Linked DNA regions of Mus musculus: region 1 is linked to region 2. A link is a contact called in public HiChIP or PLAC-seq data. All regions are on one chromosome and are shown on one strand. The core of a region is the stretch at or near the end of the contact, and the rest is flanking DNA. Distances in the headings are between cores, read along the strand shown. Region 1 overlaps Cadm1 (cell adhesion molecule 1). Region 2 has its middle 78 kb from the start of Gm31816.

What was found. HiChIP or PLAC-seq counts read pairs in DNA pulled down with a chosen protein or histone mark.
Region 1: a FOXA1 HiChIP or PLAC-seq map of pancreatic cancer cells shows a contact between it and region 2. The contact joins two enhancer-like sites. A contact is called at or near these places in 10 of 484 Hi-C or Micro-C datasets (the AML12 cell line, the N1E-115 cell line, cerebellum and 6 more), 3 of 115 datasets of contacts at active chromatin or transcription factors (embryonic stem cells and pancreatic cancer cells) and 1 of 9 other capture datasets (embryonic stem cells).

What each region holds. Positions count from the first base shown.
Region 1 is chr9:47,699,026-47,705,002 of GRCm38.p6, forward strand. All of the region lies in intron 1 of Cadm1 (cell adhesion molecule 1), which reads left to right. Among named protein-coding and RNA genes, the nearest start is that of Gm10677, 120 kb to the right of the region's middle. Within about 2 kb of position 4,231, at least 36 of the 459 cell types and tissues checked have an H3K27ac peak or open chromatin away from gene starts, as enhancers often do. A contact at or near this core is called in pancreatic cancer cells, where this site is marked.
Region 2 is chr9:47,443,407-47,449,144 of GRCm38.p6, forward strand. No RefSeq gene overlaps it. Among named protein-coding and RNA genes, the nearest start is that of Gm31816, 78 kb to the left of the region's middle. Within about 2 kb of position 2,240, at least 27 of the 459 cell types and tissues checked have an H3K27ac peak or open chromatin away from gene starts, as enhancers often do. A contact at or near this core is called in pancreatic cancer cells, where this site is marked.

The DNA.
Region 1 (5,977 bases), core at 2,981-5,480, 260 kb after region 2:
TTGATAGCATGTAATGGATTTGTTATATCTTAATTGGATTAGTAAGAATCAATTTCTTGTTTTGATTTCTAATGTGATGACAGTCTATATGCATAGCCCAAGTAAACAAATTTCTTTGAGGCCCTCAATTAACTTTAAATTTAAAAATGACTCTGACCCCCAAGATGTGCAAGCCACACCTCTAATGTAGTCCTGTTAGATTTATGATTGTTCTGGCCTGCCAGTGCGTGAGAGTGCCATCTGCTGACAGAATAGGGAAGTACAGGTGCTTTTTGAAAAGCACAGCTGGAAGTCTTGGATGATTTCTGAAACTTCTTGTTGGAAATTTATCAAGGGAAAAAGACATCAACTCAGATGTCCAAAGGAATCTGTCTTAGAATATTACGTACCGAAATATTAATCTTCAGAATGCAAGTAAAAACAGTTAATGAAATGCTTATTTTAAAAGGTTCACACTTACAGGCCAGTGTTCCTTTCTTATGTCCGTTTAGTAGTACAGAGTTCCTAGTCTGTGTTGGTACTCTGACTCTCTGACACACCGAGAAGTGTGGTGTTCTGTCACCTGTGATTGGCATGGTCAGTCATTGGTATTGCTCCAACCTTTCCTGACAGTCAGTGCTTTTGGATGTGGGTTTTAGGGCCAGTCTCTAGGGAAAGAGCCTCCAATGTATTGCCCTTAGAGCCCATGCCTGTGCAAGTTCTGTCACACTATCACCTGGCTCCCCTCCTTCTTCCTTGAGAACTGACACACGCGGTGTGGGAGCACAGACCTGTAGAAGGACATACAGACAAACACGGCTAAGCCAAGCTGTGAGGAATAGGATGCAGCTGCACGGAGCAGGCTCATGAGTAATGAGCTCCAATGCTGTGGACCAGCTTCTGCATGTCTGTGTTTGCATCACTGAGCTACGTGAAGAGGAAGGAACCTCACTGCATTTCCATTCAGTTAGAATGAAGGCCTACTGGCCAGTTTGGTTTTGTTTTTTTTTTTTTTTTTTTTTTTTGTTTTTTTTTTTTTTGTTTTTTGACTCAATTCAGCTGATTGTTTTCAAAATAACCTGTTCTTTTCAAACAGTTGTGCGTCGGGACAGCTGCACTCAGATGAAATGACTGTGAGCCTGTATGCTAACTACTGTACTCATTGTCTGTCCATCTCCACTGTGTGCCCAGTGACCCTGCTGATGAATATTTTAGACATCTGCATGAATAATCAGACTGCCCACAGGAGAGCTGATGGCTTGTTTGTGGGGCTGGAATGCTGTTGGGATGATACTGCAATTCTGTGTACCCATGCGAAAGTAATACGTACCGCAGTGAGGGGGTCTTACTCTGGATTGTCTTTGAGCATCCATAGATGCCCTAAAATTTGGCTGTCAGAGTTTACTTGTAGGCAAAGGCAAAGGCATGTGTTCATGCTTTTGATTAAGCACCGGAGCTTTTATCAGACTGTCCAAAAAGACTGTAACCCCCTAAAGGCTAAGAACCATTGGCTAATGGTTGAGAGCTTTGCAAACACCTCTTGGCTTTCAATCATTGGGATCCTCCCAGGGGTTTTGTGAGGCTTTTAACACGTCATGACTTGGAGCTTATGGAACTCCCAGTAGGCCTCGAGAGCCATGGACAGTTTTCAGTGAGTATGTAAGTTGGTGTGGCTGGATGTTTTGTTTTGTTTTTTTTTTAGGACAGATGGAGCTGGGGTGGTGTGGAGAGCATGTTAGAGGTCTATAGAACCAGGTAGGAACTCATGGGGAATTGGGTGAATAAAGATGCCAGGCCCTGAGGGTGGAGTCAGAATGGAAGAGAAGGAATGGTTTGCAATGTAGTTGTAAGCCTTGGGGTTTGTTCATCAGTTGGGAATGGGGAAAGAGAGAAAGTAGAGACCAAGCAGGTTTTACAAGATGGCTTTCTGGTGTGAGTGACCAGACAGCAGAGGAGAAGGGAGACAGCAAATTCTGTTTCCGTGGTGTTGGTTTGGAAGAGCTGATGGGGGAATAGGCCAGCAAGCCCTTGGGATGGGAGGTGAGGATCTGGTGAGGTGGGGCTGACGTGGCTCCGTGTGTGCAGGGGAAATAGAGAATGCTGGGGAAAGACATTAAGACATCGGGTGGGGTTTGGTGGCAGTGGTGATCTGAGGGGAGAATAGGCTTCCAAGTGGCTAGGGAATGCCACTCCCTCTTCTACTCCTCAGCTGAAAAGGGGGGTATCTATCTTTCATGACTCTCCTTATTTCCTCTCAGCTCATTTCCTCTCACTTCACCTTTATTTCTCAGTTGCGATGACTTAATTACTCTTAAAGAAATAACCAGAGTCTGCCAGCAAGCTGCTGTGAACGGCAGACAAAGGGTGGCTTCAATGTCCCCTCCTTTGGTCTCTAAAACCCTCGTTCTAACTTTGAAAACTGACAACTAAGCTTGCACGTTTGCACTGTTGTGACGCAATGGCTGAGAGAAGTTTAAGGGGGAAAAGTTTATTTGGCTTCCAGTTCAAAGGTGTCAATTCACTGTGAGTTGACCATGTTCCTTTGCATGGAGGGTCAGGCTGGGAGAGATAACAGAAGAAGTCTGCCTTGAGAGAAGAGTTGGAGTACTAATGCCCTCTTCCGTGGCATGCCCCCAATATCCTAACTTCCTCCCCCAAGGCTCCGTTTCTGAAGGTTCCATCTTCCAACAGAGCTACATGTTAAGGACAGACTTTTAATGCAGAAATCAGAAGACCTTTGCGGGCCAGACTAGCACAGTACAGAAGCACCAGGCCCGTTGAGCTTCGAGTTCCCACTGCCCAGGCCTCCTCCCTAGCAGTAACCATGGAGCCAGAGTTGCTTCCAAGTGGTCTCTCCCTGTTCTCCAGGAGTCACACAGAACCCTGAGGAGGTGTCACATCCCTTTAATGGCATTTCTAGTACTTACATCCCAGTTCTCTGACTCCCTCATCTCAAATGACCTTCATCTTTATTCGACTTCAGCTGTGCACACACATGCCACACCTGATAGATCTGCTCCACTCTCGGAGTTTCAAACTCTATTAGCTTCTCTTTGAAGCAGCCTTCCAATGTACACCGCCCGTGTTACACTTCCCCCATGCTTCTCTAGAAACGTCCTGTCTGCCCCCTTTCATTCCTTGGTCTCCCCTTGTTTTCCATTGTGGGAAGATGAGAGTGAGGAGGCTGGACAGCCCCTTCTGTGATACCCAGTGTCCCTCGGTGGCTATGCTTGGCCCGTACATCTCTTTTGCACAGCCTTCTTTGAGAATTTCCAAACTAGGTCCTTCCTTTGCCATCTGTTTTCCTCCTGCAACTTTGAAGTCACTGAGCATTGTTAGAAAACTTCACAAAAACTGGGGCAATTGGATCAATAAATGTGTTGAATAAGGGAATTTGTCAGCTTCATCCCCGTTCACCTGGGAGAGAGGAGCCTGGGAAAACTAAAGGCCCATGCTTCGTCTTTGTTACATCTCTATCCCAGTAGCTCTGCCTGGGTGAGTATTTGTGAATGTCATCTGGTAGGCCTCAGAAATTTGGGGCCATCTCAATTTAGCATGCTTTTATTAGAAAGCCATCCTTGGGGCCCATTTTTACCTCTTTAGAGTTACAGTCTTGGTAAAAATCTTGACAAAACCTTTCCCTAGACAGCCACTCACCCTTTGCGGTTGGGGCCTAGGCTGTGTGAATGCCTTTCTCTCGAAGCAGTGAGTGATATTTATTTATTTTATTTTTGTCAGTTGTTTCCATGGTTCATGAATTCTTTATTACAGTAGGAGTCATCAGTTGGATGGAGAATCATTGAAATTGTAGGTTTAGGACATTAGTTGGAATAACCTGAACAATGCACTTACCTTTTGGGCCCTTAATTTAATTTAAAATTAAATGGGTCTTATGATGGCAAGCTTCACAGATCTGCCTGAGGGCTTTCTGAATGGGAACGTGTGGCTCTGTGTAGGAGGCTCCTTTGTTCAGTTGGAGAGGCTAGAAAGTCTTTGCCTAAAAACACGTATTGTTTGGAGAGCACAAATAACTGAACATAATGTTAGTGAGAAGTTCCACTGGAGATTGAACTGCTGACTTCCAAGAATAGAGCAGAGTGAGAGGAAGCGCAGTGAACAGTGTCTTCTCTGTTTTCCTTAAAATACCCGTGAAATTATCTGAAAGGGCAACAAACCCCCAGAAGTAACCACAGTGAGCCCCAGGCGTGGAGCCCCTGCTGGGTTCTGGGAGGAATTGTCTCATTCTTCTCTGTTGAAATCAGATCTCACCTTCCTGACTCAGCATCCCACCCTCCTCCCTCCCCCATGGACTCCCACTCTGCCTCTAATCATGGAAACCTGGTCTCCTTGTCCTAACCTGCTCTTGCGCCATCTCCACCACTGCTGATGGTTTCCGTTGATTTGGGAAATGACTGCTGACCCGCTCGCTCGCTCATTGGCTGATGTCCTCAGCTCGCCCGCTCGCTCATTGGCTGATGTCCTCAGTCTCTTGGTGGTATGATTGGTGGAAATGACTGCTGACCCGCTCGCTCGCTCGCTCATTGGCTGATGCCCTCAGTCTCTTGGTAGTATGCAGCAGAAAGCACCTGTGATTCCGCCCATCCCTTGCCCTCAGGCAGGTCTTGGCTTGGTCTGTGACTTTATTTGTTCAGAAGGAATGTGGCTGCTGGCCAGGCTTTGACTCTGCTTTAGGAATGAGGATGTCTGCAAGGGCTTCCTTATCAGTCACCCATGCCGGGTAATTGCCCTGACTCCCTGATGGTAGGGAAGGAAGAGTGGGCTCTGGAGGTACATTCCTGCCAATTGGTCTCCCCTGTACGAAGAACAGTAGCTGTCTCCCAAGTAATCAGGGATCATCAAATTGCATTGCGGGGGGAAGTAGTCTTCAAGTGTAGCACACACTGAAGACCAAGGTCAACAAACTGAACTCAAGCCTGTAAAATCAGGAAGCTAAGTCTGGTGTTGAGGAAGAAGAATTAAAACAGAATCCTACAGCTTCAGAACCAGGTTGAGGAAATGTAGCCCATCTTTGTTAACAGGCTCGCCTTAAGACATGGCAGAACAGCCCAGGCTTGTGAACGCATAAAATGTCTAAAACAGGTTGTTTCTACCAACTGACGACTGACAAGGGGCATCCTAAGACACCAATGACAGTAACTAAATGACTGTCCTTGTAAACAAAAGACCACGAAGAGTAAACCCAGAGAAGAGATGCCGGGGACACAGGTAAGAGACTGGGGAGACACAGAGCCAACCCAGAAGTGATCAGGACTCTTAGGGAACACAGACCAAGACAGATGAACCAACTGGGATTCAGTTTTCAGAGGTGTGGGGCCTGGACCTCAGGTGTTGAGAGATGAAACTCTGCTAGGCAAGGTTTCGAATTAGAAATTAACACTGAAAAATATTGGATGATTTCTTTAAACTGGACCCTGGTAGGAACAGTCAGGGAAAGTACATGGACTGGATTGTGGGTCACCCATTGTGATCTTTTGGGGGTTTTAATTGTAAGTAGATAGAGTGCTTGAAAGTTATTGAAAGTCTGTGTAATTGATGTAAGTAATAAACTGATGAATATAGAGCTCGGTAGAGCTCTCCTACCCAGCCACAGGGAAGCAGCGCCTCCAAGCTCCTCCCCCTTCACTGCCTGCAGACACACCCACTGCCTGCAGTACCTCATTAGCATATCCCGAAATGTATGGAGCCCTTTCACAGGGCCCTTATTAGTGTACTAAGTATTAAGTGTACTCACTTAGGAATCAGGAGAGTGAATTTGAAGGTATGACCCATATGTGTCCAAATAATATCTAAAAATTGACCCTTAAAATTACAGCATTTCCTTTCAAACACTACTGATAGGAATCAGAGTTTAGAACATAAAGTGTGTTTGTGATCATATGATGTCTATTTACTGTGGCACATGGTAGATATTAAAATAGCGATGGAATTAATGATAACCTAGGAAACTTAACTAAAATTGTAAACCAGGGGGAATGTC
Region 2 (5,738 bases), core at 990-3,489:
TGTGTGCTCTCTTAATGCCCAAAGGAGTATGTGAGTTCTGTCCTTCTGAAGATATGCAGAGTGTGTATGTATAGGATGTATATGGGATGTATATGCATGATGTGTGTGGTGTATGTGTGTATAATGTATACATATGTGATATATATACATGTGTATATGCCAAATATATGTGAGATGTATATATATATGTATAATATGTGGCTATGGATGTATATGAAATATATGCATCTGTGTGATATATTATGTGATGTGATATATATATATGGTGTGATATATGATATATAATTTATGTGTGCATAATAAATATATGTGATATATATGTATGTAACACATTGTGTGATATGTGTGAGCTGATGTAAATGTATGATATGTGTATATGTGTGTAATAGATGCACATATCTAATACATATATATGTGATGTGTGTATATGTACTGTGTAGATATATGTGTGTAGCATATGTGTGCCACGTATGAGTATAAATGATGTATATGAGTGTGTATGATATATGTGTATGATGTGCAAGTAGCTAGGATGTACGTGTGTGATGTACAAGTATGTAGGATAGATGGACGTGATGTACGACTATGTATTATGTATACGTGTGTAGGATGTATGTGTATGATGTACAAGTGGATATGATGTATACATGAGTATTTTTGGCAGAAGTCAGTTAACTAGCTCCTATCTTCTGTGTTCACTTAATGTTTGGGGAGACAGAGTTGTGCATAAGCAAACACTGAGATATCAATGGCATTAGAACAGATATGATTTAATAGAACAGCACACACACACATGCACATCTACAAGAAGAGCACAGAATAAAAACAGATAGGTGGATTAGCACTCAGATCATGTCAAGCCAGGAAGGCATGTGCCTCATTGTTTATTACATGGGCACTGCAGCTCTCTAAACCACTGGCTCCGTGCTGAGGGTGTTTACCCCCAACCATAGGGGACATTTCGCAACAACTCTAGAAATTTTGGGTTGCCACAAGTGTGGAGGATGCTGTGGCATCTAGTGGCCAGGCTCCATGCTAAATATTCCTCAGTGCTCTGTGTACTCCCAGAATAAAGAATGAGCTGGCCCAAATATCAATCCTGTGAGAAACCCTCAATTACTTTCTCCCTCCTGGCCTTCCAAGATTGGAATCCTGCATGGGTGGGTACAGCCACAGTGTTGGGAAGCCACCCATGGCTGGCCCCCAGGGACCTGGATATTTGTTCGTGAGATGACCTCCTTGTCCTCTATGCCCTAGACAAGCCCACTGAAATAATTAAGTCCAAAAAACCTAGGCTATTTCCTGAATACCAGTTGCTGTCTCATCTGAGTGCCCTCTGGCTGTGAGGGGGGTGGGGGTGGGGTGGGGGTGGAGGTGGGAGGATGTCAGAGGAAGAAAGATAAACTCCAGATCTGGAGGAGAAGTGGCTCAGACAAGTCAGTGCCCAGGAGGTATGAAAAGTTCTACTCCCCACCCTCACCCTGCCTCCAACCAGCAGAGCTTTCTTTTCCACCAGCAAACGAGACAAAACATCAGGCACACAGAGGTGGCAAATGTGGCTGTCTGTGATTAGAGAAGTCTGAAGCTGTATCAGAGGAACTCTGGTCATATGAACATGACTAAGTTCAAACCCTTCTAGAGTAGAAGAGTTTGTAAAGGGTACAGGGAGTAAGGGAGACTAAGGGCTGGGGATATACTCTCCTGTGAGGCTCAGGGTACAGTACTTGCTCAAAGCCCTTGGGTTCTAACCCAAGCATGGCCAGAGAAAGTAAAGGCGGGAGGGAGGAAAGAAGGAAAACACATGAGCCATGGGAGGGGAATTCAGGACAAACAGAAAATCTTTAAGATCAACAAATGTCCTGTAAATGTCTGTTCATGGTTGGGAGATCAGGACAAAGATCAGGAGGCTTCCTTCTGTGGAATGAATGCTCTCCTGTCCTTTCCTGTGATTGACAAACTGACAGAAGATGCTGGGGTGTGGTTTAGCTCTTCCCTTTGTCTTTAGGAAACCACAGAGAGTGGGAGTCAGCCGCTATAGACCAAGCAGGAGATTTAACAGTGACAGTTTGGGGGCGACTCATGACTGATCATCACTTCCTAAGACTAGATATGCAAATCTTCTTAATTTCGGGGTTCGGCGTGGAGAACTCTTGTTGCTGGGCTCTGAGTCATATCCTCTAGTCTAGCTTCGATTAGCCATTAAGCTGGCATTTGGAACTCTGTGGTCTGACTCATCTGTCTCTCCTGTAGCTGGGAACAGGTTTGTCCCTTCCTAGGATGTGACACCCTTAGATGTTTACCTTGTCCTGGGTTCCTCCTCCTCTGCTTCTTAGTTGATTCATGTGTTTATCCATCTCTTGCCTGCCCCCGTAAACACCCTTCCCACTCCTAGCCAGTCCCTGCAGACTGCAAACTTCTTGAGACCAGAAACTAAGTCTTTTGTTCATGAATTTTATGTCTACAGCAGTGTTGAGCTAAGACTTAGCTACTAAGCAGATATAAAAAAATGATATTTGAGGCTGGGGAAATGGCTCAGCTGTTAAGAGAACTGGCCGTTCTTCCAGTGGACCCGGATTTAATTCCCAGCACCCACATGGCAGCTCAGAACTGTCTGCAATTCCAGTTCTGTCCAAAAAATCTGACGCCCTCACACATGCAGGCAGAATACCAATGCATATAAAATAATTTTTTAAAAAAATTAATTTTAAAAACTTTAAAAATCATTGAATAAATAGAATGAATAAAAGACTTTGAAATGCCTTGGTATTACATAAGACCCCAGGACCTTCCCACAACCCTAGGAGAAAAAGCCTCCTTGACAGAGATTACACATCCCATGTTCTCAGAGGTACAGGAACTGAAGCATTGGATTTAGGAAGACATAAAGAAAATTTCTTGTGGCCAGATTTGTAAATGAGATTCCTACCCATGAAACATGATTTAAGATGGGGGAACTGAGGCATGCCAATGGTATCATTTTTTCCTAAGGATTCCAAATCCTTGGGATGCTACCGTTTCTTCTATAGTCTTCTTTAGGGACCTACAGAGACAATTTGGTCCCTGGTCCTCCTTCATAGTGACAGTCGCTGAATATTGTCCTCTCTCTGGCTCTATCAGTCCCTATAGTTTTCTGTCACACTCAGTCAGTAGCCTTATAGTCAGATACTAGCAGGAAAGTGTTGCTGGCTGTCATGCCTCACTACAAGTTAATTTATCTTTTTGGGAAATGTATCTGCCCTGTTACTGACCACGCCTTGGCTGCCATATTCAGGAAGCCATCGGGATCGTGCCTGAACATCCCGGACCCTGCTTATAAATCTGATATATGAAACAAATATTTCCTACTAAAACCACAAGAAGAGAGATCAACAAGCACACATGTGCGATCTCTCCTGTAAGGGTGTAAAGCAAAAATCGGAACGCATGCTTGGCTAGGAGCCGGCTCAGTTGGTAAAGTGCTTACTGCTCAAGCATGAGTTTGGATCTTCAACACTCAGGGAAAAACAGCTGGGTAGATCAGCAGTGAAGCCACTTGGCACCAACCTCCGGCTTCCACATACATATCGATAAACAAAGGAAAAGCATGAAGAAAAATAAAAGGGTATGTTGGGGGCAGACTGTGGCAGCGCCGTTATCTTGAGTCTTTGCCAAATCCTCAACCTGGGTTAGACCGTCAGGTAATAGATGAGGTTTAGCTGAAATGGGGGACCAGGAAAAGCTTTGTTGATACAAAATAAAAGAGTGTGTTAACTGTCCCATCTCCTGACCTCAACGAGGGGAAAGAGCCAGATCCCAGTGAATCTTAACTACCCATCTTCCATCTCTTCCCCATCCTCCCCCCAAGTCCTTTCTCTGTTATCTAATAAGTGTTCTTGGAGGCTTATGTTCTTTGCTTATTGTATTTGGCTCAGAAACATATTTCGTTTCTCTACAACCTTAGGCAAATGCTCTGCAATCCATTTGTTTGCCTGAAAGCACTCTGATATCCATTTGTTTGCCTGAACTGCCGCCATCACACCTAATGTCATTTTCTAATGAGCTTCAGACGGGTCACTAGGCACAGCAAGAATGTCACTTCTTGGTGGATCCAGTGCTTACAGCCTGGTCAACTCCCATCTTGGCCAGAAGTCTTGTCCCAGCCACAGTGACAGGCCTCGGGGACACCTAAACAGTTCCACAGTTTTATTATGCTCATTTCTGAAGTGACTCTGGAATCCACCTGAGACTCGACTCCATTCCAGGGAATTTATATCTCAAAAGGCAATTTATTTGAATGTCAGTGGACCAGAATAAGTGGCTCAGAAGTTACCTGTGTCTTATTTATTTCTGCAGCAGAATCAACACAAAGATACAAAAGACACTTCCTTTCCTCCTTCCATCCTCCCACTTCCTTCCTTCCTTCCTTCCTTCCTTCCTTCCTTTTTTCCTTCCTTCCTCCCTTCCTCCTTCCTTCTTTCCTTCCTCCCCAGAACCTCCTTCTGTCCATTCCCCAGGCTTCTGTGTTTTTATGGTCTCCATTTCTTCACTGAGTTAGTGACAAACCACTTACCATTGCTTCCCAGCCAGATGCTGTTGTTTTTGTTCAAACATAGGGACAGTTGGGAGAATAAATTGTTTATGCAGAAGAGAGACCCTGGGGTACAGGATCTAGAAAGGAAAGGAGAGTCTGCCTTGGACTCAGAAGAAGCTGGTAGAGTCCTGAACAAGATAGAAAAAAGAAAAGACCTGCCTCTCCCAGAAAGGAAGACAGATGCCTGCAGAGGTCATTTGCTAGAGAAACAAAGACCTTGGTACACTGGAAAGCTGCATGGGGACCAAAGAGGACAAAGTTCTCCACACCATGGCCTTTGTTGAAGACCTTCCAAACACAGTGCCAGTGCATGTGGCCAGAGGTCTGCCACAGACTGAAGAGACTACCAGACAGCTCACTGTCACCATCTGAGAGCTGAGCGGTCCCAGTACATATAGACTAAAACCATGTCAACACTGGCCACGATGCAGAGAGTTAATTAGCTCTGTTTCTGTTTCCATTGCTCACTTGTGGTGCTAGGAACCAAACCCAATGTCTTGCTGATGCTAGGCATGTGATTTTCCACTGAGCAACACTCCCAAATCTCAAACTACTTTAAATTTGGCATAAGTGAAGAGATGTCATATTAAGATATGTTCCTAATACAAGTTCACCACCTGAGTTGGTTATCTTTTCTCATGGCTATAATAATATATTTGACAAAAGCAACTTCAGAACAGAAGGATTTATTTTGGCTCAGTCCATCATAGCAGGGAAGTCATGGTGGCGAAGGCCTAGTCTTGTTGCAATACAGTCAGGAATTAGAGAGGCGAATGCTAAAATACTGTTACTTGCTCCCTTTCCTCTTTTTATTCAGTCATCCAGTTTGTTGAAAGGCCCTACTCACATATGAGGTGGGTCATCCAGCGCCAACCCAACCTAGACTCCCCCACAACCAAGCTCAGATATTTGGTGATTCACTTTGGCAATATTAACCATCACACCATTTGGGAGGAGAAGTTGCTGGCAGTAGAGGGGGACCTCAGGAAGCAAAAGTCAGATGAGCATTCAGCAGTTCACCCTGGCTCCCAAAGGGGGCCAAGCAGGTCTGCAATCCAAACTCCCTGCATTTTGCTAGACCAATGGCTGAGCAGGTTCTGTGCTGCACAGAGTAAAAGCATTCCACCTGTCAACAAAACGCTGATTGGCCTATTGCTGAGGCAGGAAA